Linked DNA regions of Xenopus tropicalis: region 2 is linked to region 1. Evidence: chromatin contacts called from public Hi-C data. All regions are on one chromosome and are shown on one strand. The core of a region is the stretch at or near the end of the contact, and the rest is flanking DNA. Distances in the headings are between cores, read along the strand shown.

What was found. Hi-C and Micro-C count contacts between places; a contact is called where the count stands out from the background.
Region 2: a Hi-C map of liver shows a contact between it and region 1, with 9 times the contacts expected there. The contact joins two enhancer-like sites. A contact is called at or near these places in 5 of 5 Hi-C or Micro-C datasets (brain, gastrula embryo, liver and 2 more).

What each region holds. Positions count from the first base shown.
Region 1 is chr6:140,414,400-140,420,234 of UCB_Xtro_10.0, forward strand. It overlaps nsmce2 (E3 SUMO-protein ligase NSE2), which reads left to right. Exons shown (of 7, transcript XM_031903509.1): 2 at 666-816. The coding sequence starts at 678. Among named protein-coding and RNA genes, the nearest start is that of nsmce2, 4.5 kb to the left of the region's middle. Within about 2 kb of position 4,077, at least 4 of the 11 cell types and tissues checked have an H3K27ac peak or open chromatin away from gene starts, as enhancers often do. A contact at or near this core is called in liver, where this site is marked.
Region 2 is chr6:140,680,838-140,686,684 of UCB_Xtro_10.0, forward strand. No RefSeq gene overlaps it. Among named protein-coding and RNA genes, the nearest start is that of trib1, 110 kb to the left of the region's middle. Within about 2 kb of position 3,609, at least 4 of the 11 cell types and tissues checked have an H3K27ac peak or open chromatin away from gene starts, as enhancers often do. A contact at or near this core is called in liver, where this site is marked.

The DNA of each region.
Region 1 (5,835 bases), core at 2,827-5,326:
CTGTCACTCCTAGAGTGATCTGTTACACACACTACTGAACTAGAGCTCAAACTGGTTGATCACCTCTTCACAGAGGGAGGTCCCAGGACTTAAACCTAACAACACATGGAAGCATCCCCTTATATATCCCAACACACCACCCAATGGTTGCTGCCTGAACTGCAGGGAAACTCTCTCTAAACACACAAACCTACAGGACCATCTTAGGTGTCCAAATCCCACAGGGTCACCCTCTAGTGCCTGTCTAAACGGGAACCCACCACAGTTATCACAATATCTATGCTTGTTCAATAACTCATCCAGGCCCCTCTTATTAAAGAATCTGCCATTACAACAGCAGGGCATTTCTCAACCTCATTGCCCTCACCGTGAGGAACCCCCTACGCTGCTTCAAATGGAAGCTCCGTTCCTCTAATCTAAAGGGGCCTCTTTTAATTAAGGATCCCCCCAACACACTACCATTTAGTAAATAACCCGTGTTTATATTATTTCTACCAAAATTATATAAACGTGAGCCACAGTCTTCTGGATTATTGCCTTCCAGCACTGGGGTTCTAGGCTCGATTCCAGCCAGGGCACTACCTGTAAGGAGTTTGTAATCAAGCAGGTAAATATGATAAATTATTTTGAGGAATTTATTGTGCCTTCTTTTTTTTTTTTTGTAGAAAATTTTCAAAATGTCTGGCCGGTCAGCGCCTATGATTTCTTTCAGCTCTGTGGATAACTCCCTGTCATCTCTGAAAAGCTGTCAGGGGTACCTGAGCACAGGAATGGATATCACGGCTAGTGTGGCCCTCGACCTGCTCGAGACTGGATGTAAGTTCTCTCTTAAGTTCCTTCTCCTCAAAACTTCTCATTAGGTTTCCAAATAGAGAGTTGTCAAGTTAAATTAGATATAAAGAATTTCCATATTCAGGTCATTTATATGTAGGAAGGTCTCAATTATGGGAAGGCCATCCCCCATAGATTCCATTTAAATAAGTCACATTTTTAAAAATGATTTCCTTTTTCTGTGTAAAAATTAAACCCTATTGGGTTTATTTAATGGTTAAATGATTCCCTTTTCTCTGTAATAATAAAACAGTACCTGTACTTGATCCCAACTAAGATATAATTACCCCTTATTGGGGGCAGAACAGCCCTATTGGGTTTATTTAATGGTTAAATGATTCCCTTTTCTCTGTAATAATAAAACAGTACCTGTACTTGATCCCAACTAAGATATAATTACCCCTTATTGGGGGCAGAACAGCCCTATTGGGTTTATTTAATGGTTAAATGATTCCCTTTTCTCTGTAATAATAAAACAGTAGCTGTACTTGATCCCAACTAAGATATAATTACCCCTTATTGGGGGCAGAACAGCCCTATTGGGTTTATTTAATGGTTAAATGATTCCCTTTTCTCTGTAATAATAAAACAGTACCTGTACTTGATCCTAACTAAGATATAATTACCCCTTATTGTGGGCAGAACAGCCCTATTGGGTTTATTTAATGGTTAAATGATTCCCTTTTCTTTGTAACAATAAAACAGTACCTGTACTTGATCCCAACTAAGATATAATTACCCCTTATTGTGGGCAGAACAGCCCTATTGGGTTTATTTAATGGTTAAATGATTCCCTTTTCTCTGTAATAATAAAACAGTACCTGTACTTGATCCCAACTAAGATATAATTACCCCTTATTGGGGGCAGAACAGCCCTATTGGGTTTATTTAATGGTTAAATGATTCCCTTTTCTCTGTAATAATAAAACAGTACCTGTACTTGATCCCAACTAAGATATAATTCATCCTTAATGAAATCAAAACAATCCCATTGGATTTAAGGTATATAAATCCAAATTATGGAAAGATCCCTTATCCAGAAAGCCCTGGTCCTGATCATTCTGGTAACAGGTTCGATACCTCTGTGTATAGAAGGAGAGAATTTGCTCTCTATGAAAGTTGCAGCTGTACAAAGATTTTGCAACAATTGTGCAATTAAAAGTATGGGGAGCCGAGTACCGGCAGTAAGGATTAGCTCGTACTGCTAGCAGCCTCCCAGCTGACTTAACCCTATAAATGCTTAGTTCCAGAATTAGTCCCCATATTAAGCTATAGGCTAATTGGCACATATGTCTGATACCTACAAGTAATCCAACTACCCCATATTCTCAATTAATACTTCTAGAAAGTTCTTCTTCTGATTTACATTTTTTCATGGCTCAGGGCATTGAGAGGGTTACTATGTGTAGGAGAGGAGGTGACTTAATGTTCCATGAAACCAAATGAATCTTAACAGATATCCACTTGGTTTTATTTTACTTTTGACAACCATTTCTCATAATAACAAATTATCTTTCAATTGCAATTGTCTGTAGACAGTTTAACTGCATCATTTTCATCTCTTTCATTGAGTTGATCACATGATTGTTTTTAATGTTTTATACTTATAAAGTTTTCTGTATTTTGAATGAGCGAGAGTTAAGAGGGCACCATTATGGTGGAATGGCTGTGCCTTAATTTGAGCTCTTTTATGATTGGTGAGACAATTAATTTGTACCTTATGATTGGTGGGAGCCACCTTTAAATACCCTATAAGTGCTATTACACCTTTGCCTATGATTAAGTGGCTGTGAACATTAAACGTGTAAGGCAATTATGGTAATCCAATAAAATTATTTCTAATGAAAAGTTTTGCCTGAAGATTTGCTCATTGAGTGCCTGCTCTTCAACTAATAGGTGACAGTTAGTCAGTATGGGCAGTTTTTGGCTATTTCCACTAGGTGGCAGCATTGTTTAATCCAGAAGATTACAATCAAATCCTCAGCCGCTGTCACAGTAAATCAGCGCATAGTTTTGTCAGAGCTCAGACATTTAGGAGGAAAGCATTAGAGAAATTTGTGAGCGTAGCAAGAATGTGCCAACACCGCAGATCGCTGTTAGTGAGGCAGCTACTCCCCTTACAGATTGTTAGAATTGCTTCTGTAACCAGCACAGCTTTGTGGTTTTTCCTTAGATAAATGATATCTCCCTTACCGGCTGAGATCGGTTCATCAGGTCCGGGAACAGCACGTGGCGCTAGAGAGACAAAGTGGGAAACACAGTGGGGCTCATTTATCAACACTGGGCAAATTTGCCCACGGGCAGTAACCCCTTAGCAACAAATCAGTGATTGGCTTTTTTCAGCCAGCTGCAGGTAGAACAATAATTGCAACACTGATTGGTTGCCATAGGTTACTGCCCATGGGCAAATTTGCCTACTGTTGATAGATGGCCAAAAGTGTTTAGTTGCACATGTGAGTACTAAAATGGCCAAAATTACCTTACTAATTTGGTTTTTGGAGGCACTCATTTTGGGTTTCCTAGTTCTTCCAGGGTATTTTTCCTCTGTTAGTGCCTTAACCTGTCTCTATGTTGGGCAAAGGGAGCCCTGGAAATGCCTCCTGCTCAGGGCAGGGTTCTTGTGCACCAAAGTATGTGACACTGTGTGCCCTATTATACTAAGTAAGTGCATTATTAGTTGATCTTTGTCCGATTTGACAAATCCATCCACAGGCCTCAGTGAAATGTCTATTCAGCCGGTTGGATGTCTGGAGACTTTCATTTTGGCCCCATACTTTGCCCAATAAACTGCTCATTTAGGGTATCGTTATGAAAGGTGCAAATTTAGCCCAATTCCTTTAAAGGGGTTAACTTTTAGTATGTTATAGAATGTGCCATTCCTAGCAACCTTGCAATTAGTCTTCACTATTTAATTATTTACCTTTCCAATGGATGTCACCGACCCCAGCAGCCATAAAACTGTTGCTCTGTAAGGTTACAATTTCATTGTTATTGTTGCTTTTTATTCAAGGTGGTATATAGAGGGAGCTTGCTATTGTAGCCATGTCGCTAGAAATTGTTGGGAATGGGCAATTACTTGCAATGCAAAGTGCCCAGAGCTCCCACCAGTGCCCACAATGCACCGAGGCAGTGTTAGATCAATCATATGACAGGGAGCTGCTGGCGTCTCGCTTGGTACAGAACATTCTCTCAGAGCCAGAGGACTTCCTCACATCCCAATGCAAACAGTCTCCTTTGTACGAGGCTGACTCACATTATTAGCCAATGCTCTCAGCTCCAAATCACACTGCCTTCATGGCAACACATGTCCTTAATTAACTTTCCTGAGCATCTCACAAGGCTGCTTGTAGGGTGAGGCATAGAGGAATTTGCCCTGTGGCCCCAGCATCAAAGGGGCCCCACTGGAGTTAAACATGATAGATACAATTACAGTGGGCATGTTATATTTTGTATTAGTTGTTACATATCTTCTGTGTATACATTGGGGATGGGCAGCCTTTGTCCCTCCCAGCATTCTTCTCGGCGGCCTTTGGATGCTGGGGGTTGCAGTTGGATATCTGTCGTCCTGGTACCTGGGACTTGTTGAAATAAAGGGTGCTCCAGTGCCATGAATTTGCTGGATTTCAGTGCAGGTTGCACCAGGTCTTTCCCCCACGTCCTCCCTGATCTAGAATAGAGTGAAGGAAAGTGCAGAGGAGGCAGCAGTTTTCAATCTAGAGCACCTGCTGGACTGGGCTGGGCTTTGAGTTTTTGGGAATACCCCTTATACATCAAGCTTTTCCCAACGTGAATGTTCCTTAGTCCTCTTCCTCCCTGGGTCTCGTCTGCCTGGTCCTGAAACCCTCTGCAAAGACCAAGTGCACATTACTAGGTTGTTCTTCATGGGTAAAACAACTAACAGTAATTGGCAACATCCCTTTTCAGATTATGGGAATGGGATCTGTTATGCAGAAACCCATTATTCAGAAAGCATAAAGCAATGCCATTGTCTGCACTCACAGGCACTGTGCCATCCTGGGTGCAGACTCACAAGCACCGAGTGCCCATACAGTTTGGGGGGGGGGGGGGCCTGTATGTTGTCCCCCAAAGTCAAATCACTAACCTTGTGGCCCAGGCCTGTGTGCATTTTTCATAAAAATTCTGCCCCTTTCTGCCATGTTGGATACAATTACCCAAGCATCCCCTGTGGCACCGGGGCCAGATGAGTGCAGGGATACGTAAGTAATAGGGTCCAACGTGGCGGTGGCGGTTGGGTCTAAATTCCATTGCGGTTATTATAGAAGACATGTACCAGCTCCATATAGTCATTTAACTTTTTGTGCAGCAGCTCTCCAGTTTAAAGTTTCAGCAGCTGGTTGCTGTGGTCCAAATTGCCTTAGCAACCAGGGAGTGGTTTGAGTGAGAGACTAGTATATGAATAGTGGAGGACCTGAATAGAAAAACGAACTATAAAATGTAACAATAACAATAAAACTGTAGCCTCACAGAGCAATAGTGTTTTGGCTGCCAGGTTCAGTGCCCCCCCCCCCCCCCCCATTTGAAAGCTGGAAAGAGTCAGAAAAAGAAGGCAACTAATTCAGAAACTATAAAAAATAAATAATGAAGACCAACTGAAAAGTTGAGTAGAATTGGCCACTCTATAGCATAGTAAAAGTTAAACTTAGATCCCTTATCCGGAAACCCCAGTTCCTAAGCATTCTGGGTAATGTATCCCCTATGTTAAGTGAAAGAAATAAAAGCAACTGAAGGGCAAATTTGCCAGGTCCCTGACTCAGACCTTTATAGAGCAATGCTCTTTATAACAAGACTATATTGGTATTATTGCACATTGGGGCAGAGCTGGGGCTTCCAGATTTAGCTCAGAACATCTCCAATTAAGATGATTTCTTTTCAAACATGCTGCAATTGTTGCCTTGAGAAGGATCTGTGACTCAAAGACATTTGCTCAAGGGATTGTGGTTTTCTACTGTGCTTAGCGTTGGTACAAACAAACAGGAGGTGACA
Region 2 (5,847 bases), core at 2,359-4,858, 270 kb after region 1:
TATGTTTATATAGCATTTATATAGCACTGACAAGTTACACCAGAGATCAGTCCCTGCCCCACTGGAGCTTAGTGGCGTCCCTGTTGTGAAGATATAAATCCCAAAAGTCCTGCAATTCCTTTGTTGTGTTTTACACCTATTATTTTTTAGTTTATACTATTGCTATTGGTCTAGTAACATACAGCAAGTAGTTATAGCATTTACTGGTCAGCTGTCTGCAAAACAAACACCTGGTTGCTATGGGTTACAAGACCTGGGCAAACGTTCCACCTTTTATTACAATTCCATGGTTTGCAAAGGTTTCAGAGGTCTACAATCAGTGTTTCTGGGTGGCTGTGACTTTTGAAACAATATAATATACGGTATGCCAGATGTATAACAGACCTGTCTTTGCTTGAGGAGACTGACCTTTGCACAGACCACTTTTTTTTACAACTTATTATATGATACTTTTAATGGTGGGTCTACTGCAATATAATGGTGGGACTGCTGCAATATAATGGTGGGACTGCTGCAATATAATGGTGGGACTGCTGCAATATAATGGTGGGTCTGCTGCAATATAATGGTGGGACTGCTGCAATATAATGGTGGGACTGCTGCAATATAATGGTGGGTCTACTGCAATATAATGGTGGGACTGCTGCAATATAATGGTGGGTCTGCTGCAATATAATGGTGGGACTGCTGCAATATAATGGTGGGTCTGCTGCAATATAATGGTGGGACTGCTGCAATAAAATGGTGGGTCTGCTGCAATATAATGGTGGGTCTGCTGCAATATAATGGTGGGACTGCTGCAATATAATGGTGGGACTGCTGCAATATAATGGTGGGTCTGCTGCAATATAATGGTGGGACTGCTGCAATATAATGGTGGGACTACTGCAATATAATGGTGGGACTACTGCAATATAATGGTGGGACTGCTGCAATATAATGGTGGGACTGCTGCAATATAATGGTGGGTCTGCTGCAATATAATGGTGGGACTGCTGCAATATAATGGTGGGTCTACTGCAATATAATGGTGGGACTACTGCAATATAATGGTGGGACTGCTGCAATATAATGGTGGGTCTGCTGCAATATAATGGTGGGACTGCTGCAATATAATGGTGGGACTGCTGCAATATAATGGTGGGTCTGCTGCAATATAATGGTGGGACTGCTGCAATATAATGGTGGGACTGCTGCAATATAATGGTGGGACTGCTGCAATATAATGGTGGGTCTGCTGCAATATAATGGTGGGACTGCTGCAATATAATGGTGGGACTGCTGCAATATAATGGTGGGACTGCTGCAATATAATGGTGGGTCTGCTGCAATATAATGGTGGGACTGCTGCAATATAATGGTGGGACTGCTGCAATATAATGGTGGGACTGCTGCAATATAATGGTGGGTCTGCTGCAATATAATGGTGGGACTGCTGCAATATAATGGTGGGACTGCTGCAATATAATGGTGGGAATAAAGAATTTGGTAAAGCCTTACATTAATGTGGTTATAATGGCGCTTAGTGATTTCATTTCTGTCACATGACTTACTGAAACTTGTATATTATAATAAATAAAGTACCCCCCGTTAAAAATATGAGGATATTAGAAGTCACCCAGGAGTTCTAGCACCTGTGGCCTTGTACTGTTATATGGTCATGGATATATATCCTTATATTTTACAATAGGGGGTACGTTGTTCATTATATAAATCATGTACATTGTTTTAAGGCAGAAACAGATACTATACATTTTTACAATACTAACCCTTTCATTGCAGTTTGTGCCAGTTTGTTTCATCTGCCTTCGTCCAATAAGAACAACCGCTGTGAGATAATAGAATATTTACGTACTGGCCATATGGTCAGTCTAATGAAACCTTAGTTGGCTCCCACATACAGATCCTGTTGGGTGAGTTCTCTCCGCACTTCTCAGGGCTATGGGCATATTATTACATTATATTATCATAAAGTACCGTGCATCCTGCTCCCATGTGAAAGAGCATTTTGTTATATTTATAAATGTGTTTTTCATAGGAAATGCATGAAATCACTGGCTGTTGGTTCTCCTGTTCTGGTCACGTTGGGATCTGTCGGAGCCACGACCCGCTCCGAGCGACATTTGGGAACAGGAAGTCACCAAGAGCAACGTCATGTTCTGCAGAAAATCAACAGAATATTATATATAAAGAATTTGGCTTTTTTGTGGAAAAACCGCTTTCTATGAAATAGCGGGTGGAATATTAGTCATCTTATAAAATACTCAGGAACCGATTCCCTCTGCATGAATTTTAGATCATAAGGAAGGATATTTGGCAGAACAGGGTCCAATGTTTTTCAGTTGCGCCCCACATACCCCATATTGGCGCTTTCAGGCTTAAGTCAGTTGCGCCCCACATACCCCATATTGGCGCTTTCAGGCCTAAGTCAGTTGCGCCCCACATACCCCATATTAGGGCTTTCAGGCCTAAGTCAGTTGCGCCCCACATACCCCATATTGGCGCTTTCAGGCCTAAGTCAGTTGCGCCCCACATACCCCATATTAGGGCTTTCAGGCCTAAGTCAGTTGCGCCCCACATACCCCATATTGGCGCTTTCAGGCCTAAGTCAGTTGCGCCCCACATACCCCATATTGGCGCTTTCAGGCCTAAGTCAGTTGCGCCCCACATACCCCATATTGGCGCTTTCAGGCCTAAGTCAGTTGCGCCCCACATACCCCATATTAGGGCTTTCAGGCCTAAGTCAGTTGCGCCCCACATACCCCATATTAGGGCTTTCAGGCCTAAGTCAGTTGCGCCCCACATACCCCATATTGGCGCTTTCAGGCCTAAGTCAGTTGCGCCCCACATACCCCATATTGGCACTTTCAGGCCTAAGTCAGTTGCGCCCCACATACCCCATATTGGCGCTTTCAGGCCTAAGTCAGTTGCGCCCCACATACCCCATATTGGCGCTTTCAGGCCTAAGTCAGTTGCGCCCCACATACCCCATATTGGCGCTTTCAGGCCTAAGTCAGTTGCGCCCCACATACCCCATATTGGCACTTTCAGGCCTTTCTGATGGTTACAGTTGGTTGATAGGGACAAATAAGCTGCTCTTTAAAGTGAGAGGGGTCTGCACTTCTTCTCTTCTCTATTCAGGCAAGTAAGTGCCTTAAAGCCCCCTGTGTAGCCCCCATCCCTGCACCCCCTGTAGTTACACCCCTAATGCCTGCTTTCACCGAAATGCACTTTGCATGCCCCACCCCTGCGGAACCAACCCATTTCCCGCATTATACGCCCCTCCCACGCACACTGTACCACAGCTAATCCGGCAAATACAGAGAGACTCTTCCATTTTGGCTTTTCCCTTCAGCGAAATAAAAACCCTTTCTTTTTCTTTTTTACGGTTGCAAAAAATTCCACAGGAGATGCTCTTTTTGGCAAAGCGGCGCTCCAACAGAATGTCTGAACCGGAGCCCGAAACCCTTATAAGACAGTTGCTGCTTGGGAGAGAGACGCAGTTGGAAAAGCCTCCGGCTCTTTTTTTTCTCTTTCGCAATAATGAATTACACGTGTAAAGGCTAGGGAATGTGAGGACACTGAGTAATACAGGAAGCCACGCAAGCCACCGAGCCAAGAACACAGAGGAGGCTGTCGGGGGCGGAGCCTGGATTACTTTCTTTGGGGCGCTGCCCAAGCACAGCTTTTATGTTTGTGTCATTGCTATTTTCTGTGCCACTATGAATGTCTATGTTTGGATAAGCCCAGGGCTTTAACCACGTTAATACCGGGCCCGATCCATAACCAGCACAGGGCGCATTGTATTGGGAGGTATTGGGAGGTAGGCCCCGGCGTTGCACAATATATCCAAACATTGGCCGCCTTGCCAAATACCAGATTACTCGGTGCTGCCAACCACCTTGTTAAAAGCCGTTCCATCAATTTCAAGGGAAATAATGCCAATGCTGTTTTGTTTTTGCAATTGCACATTTCATCACAAAGTGAGCCACTCCATTAAATTACACAGAGCTCTGAGCATTTCTTATTAATTATGTGTTGGGCCATTCAGCCCAAGGAAACCGCCTTTTCTTTTTTATATTTCTACAGGATTGATTTTCTCAGAACGATTACAAAGAAGGTGCGACGTTGGCCCAAATGAATCACATCACTCGGGCGTAGGGATCCCTGGCTAATGATATTCTGTTGTGGCTACTGTTGTGCCTCTGTTGTAGAGCAGCGGGGAGGTTTGTTGTAACGACTGCTTCCTGCGCTCTGCTCACATCCTTCCTCGGGTGGGAAGAAGGTAAGATCTACTCGATTAGCGAGGATGTGCGACTTACAAAGAGGTGAAACAGGAAAAGGTTCTGCTTGTTTATCGCAGACATCATCTTCGCAAGCAGAGAACGGGGGCAAAAGCATCGGAGGGGGAAATTCCACCGTTTGTCATCTGTCATAATGCATAATGCACAGGTGATGTAATACATGCATCGACACATACACGTTTGCTTCACTTGCCTATTGCTACATACCTGTCTTCGGGAGCTATAAAGAGCTTTACTAGAAGCTCCAAGGGCAGGGGTCCCCAAGCTTTTTTAACCTGCGAGCCACATTCAAATGTAAAAAGAGTTGAGCAGCAACACAAGAATTAATATAAATGTACCAAATAAGGGCTGTGATAGTTTTTTGGTAGCCCCTATGTGGACTGGCAGCCTACAGACTTTCTGTTTTGTTTTTTTATGCAACTATAACTTGCCTGCATCTGCTTTGAGGCCACAGGCAACAACATCTAAGGGGTTCATGAGCAACATGTTGCCCCTGAGCCAATGGTTGGGGATCACTGCCATAAAGTATCTAATGCCATAAAATGATACTTTGACCGATGCCCTCTGCTAGGGTGAGGATTAGAGGCCTTGTATCAGTTTGTCACAAATACTTGCCTATCAGGATAACCATTTGCCCAAGTGAAACGTGCCTTGCATCTAGCTGATCCAAAAGTGAAAAGTCCTATGTTAGACAGGTCCTCCCTGGCTCAAATAGATAACTGGGTAATCAAATCAGTCCCTGAATCCATTTATACCAAGAGTAAATTTCAGTAACCCGTTAAAAAGGCACCCAACCTTCAGATAGAACCTCTTTGCTCCTCATTACAAGGGATGCCCTTGTGATCCATAATTTCCCTTTCTAAGCATTATTGATGCCGGTATTGGGGAACAATTACCCTCTCCGCTCATCATGTATTTCTATTACCCTTTTAATACAGAATACTTTGATGGCCCTTGCTTCTGCTGACTGGCACTGCTGGCTGCAGTTAGGTTGCCCACAGTACCCCCCGGCCCTACTCCATCAAGGATTTGCTGAACTTATTCCTATTAACAGTATATGTAACCTGAATATTTTGAAAACCTAAGTGCAAAACCTTTCATTTCTCAGCAATGCCCAGGTCATGAGTCAGTTAGTATAGTAGTAGTTAGTTTGTTAGTAGCCAGTGCTGCTACTAACAAAAACGGGCCCCTGACCATCAGAGAGCACTATGCCTCCTGTTTTTTGTCATTTCTCACAATAAACAAAATCTGAAATTGAAAGAAAAGTCTCATTGTACTTCTGGTACAATCAAAACAAACCAGCTAAGAAGCTCTCTGTATAAACAGAGCTGGAGCCTTTGTTAGTAGGGATGAGGGAATGCTTTTGCCTACTATGGATTCAAGGCTAAATTTTCATTTGTGTGGGTGTCAAAAAAATTCCGAATCTGCACTGGCATTTTGTTTTGCCCGGAAAAAAAAATTGCATTTCTTAAGAGTGGAGATAAATGCAAGGAAAATGCCCATTGGGCACAAACACCCATTGAAGTCAATGCATTTGGTGCAA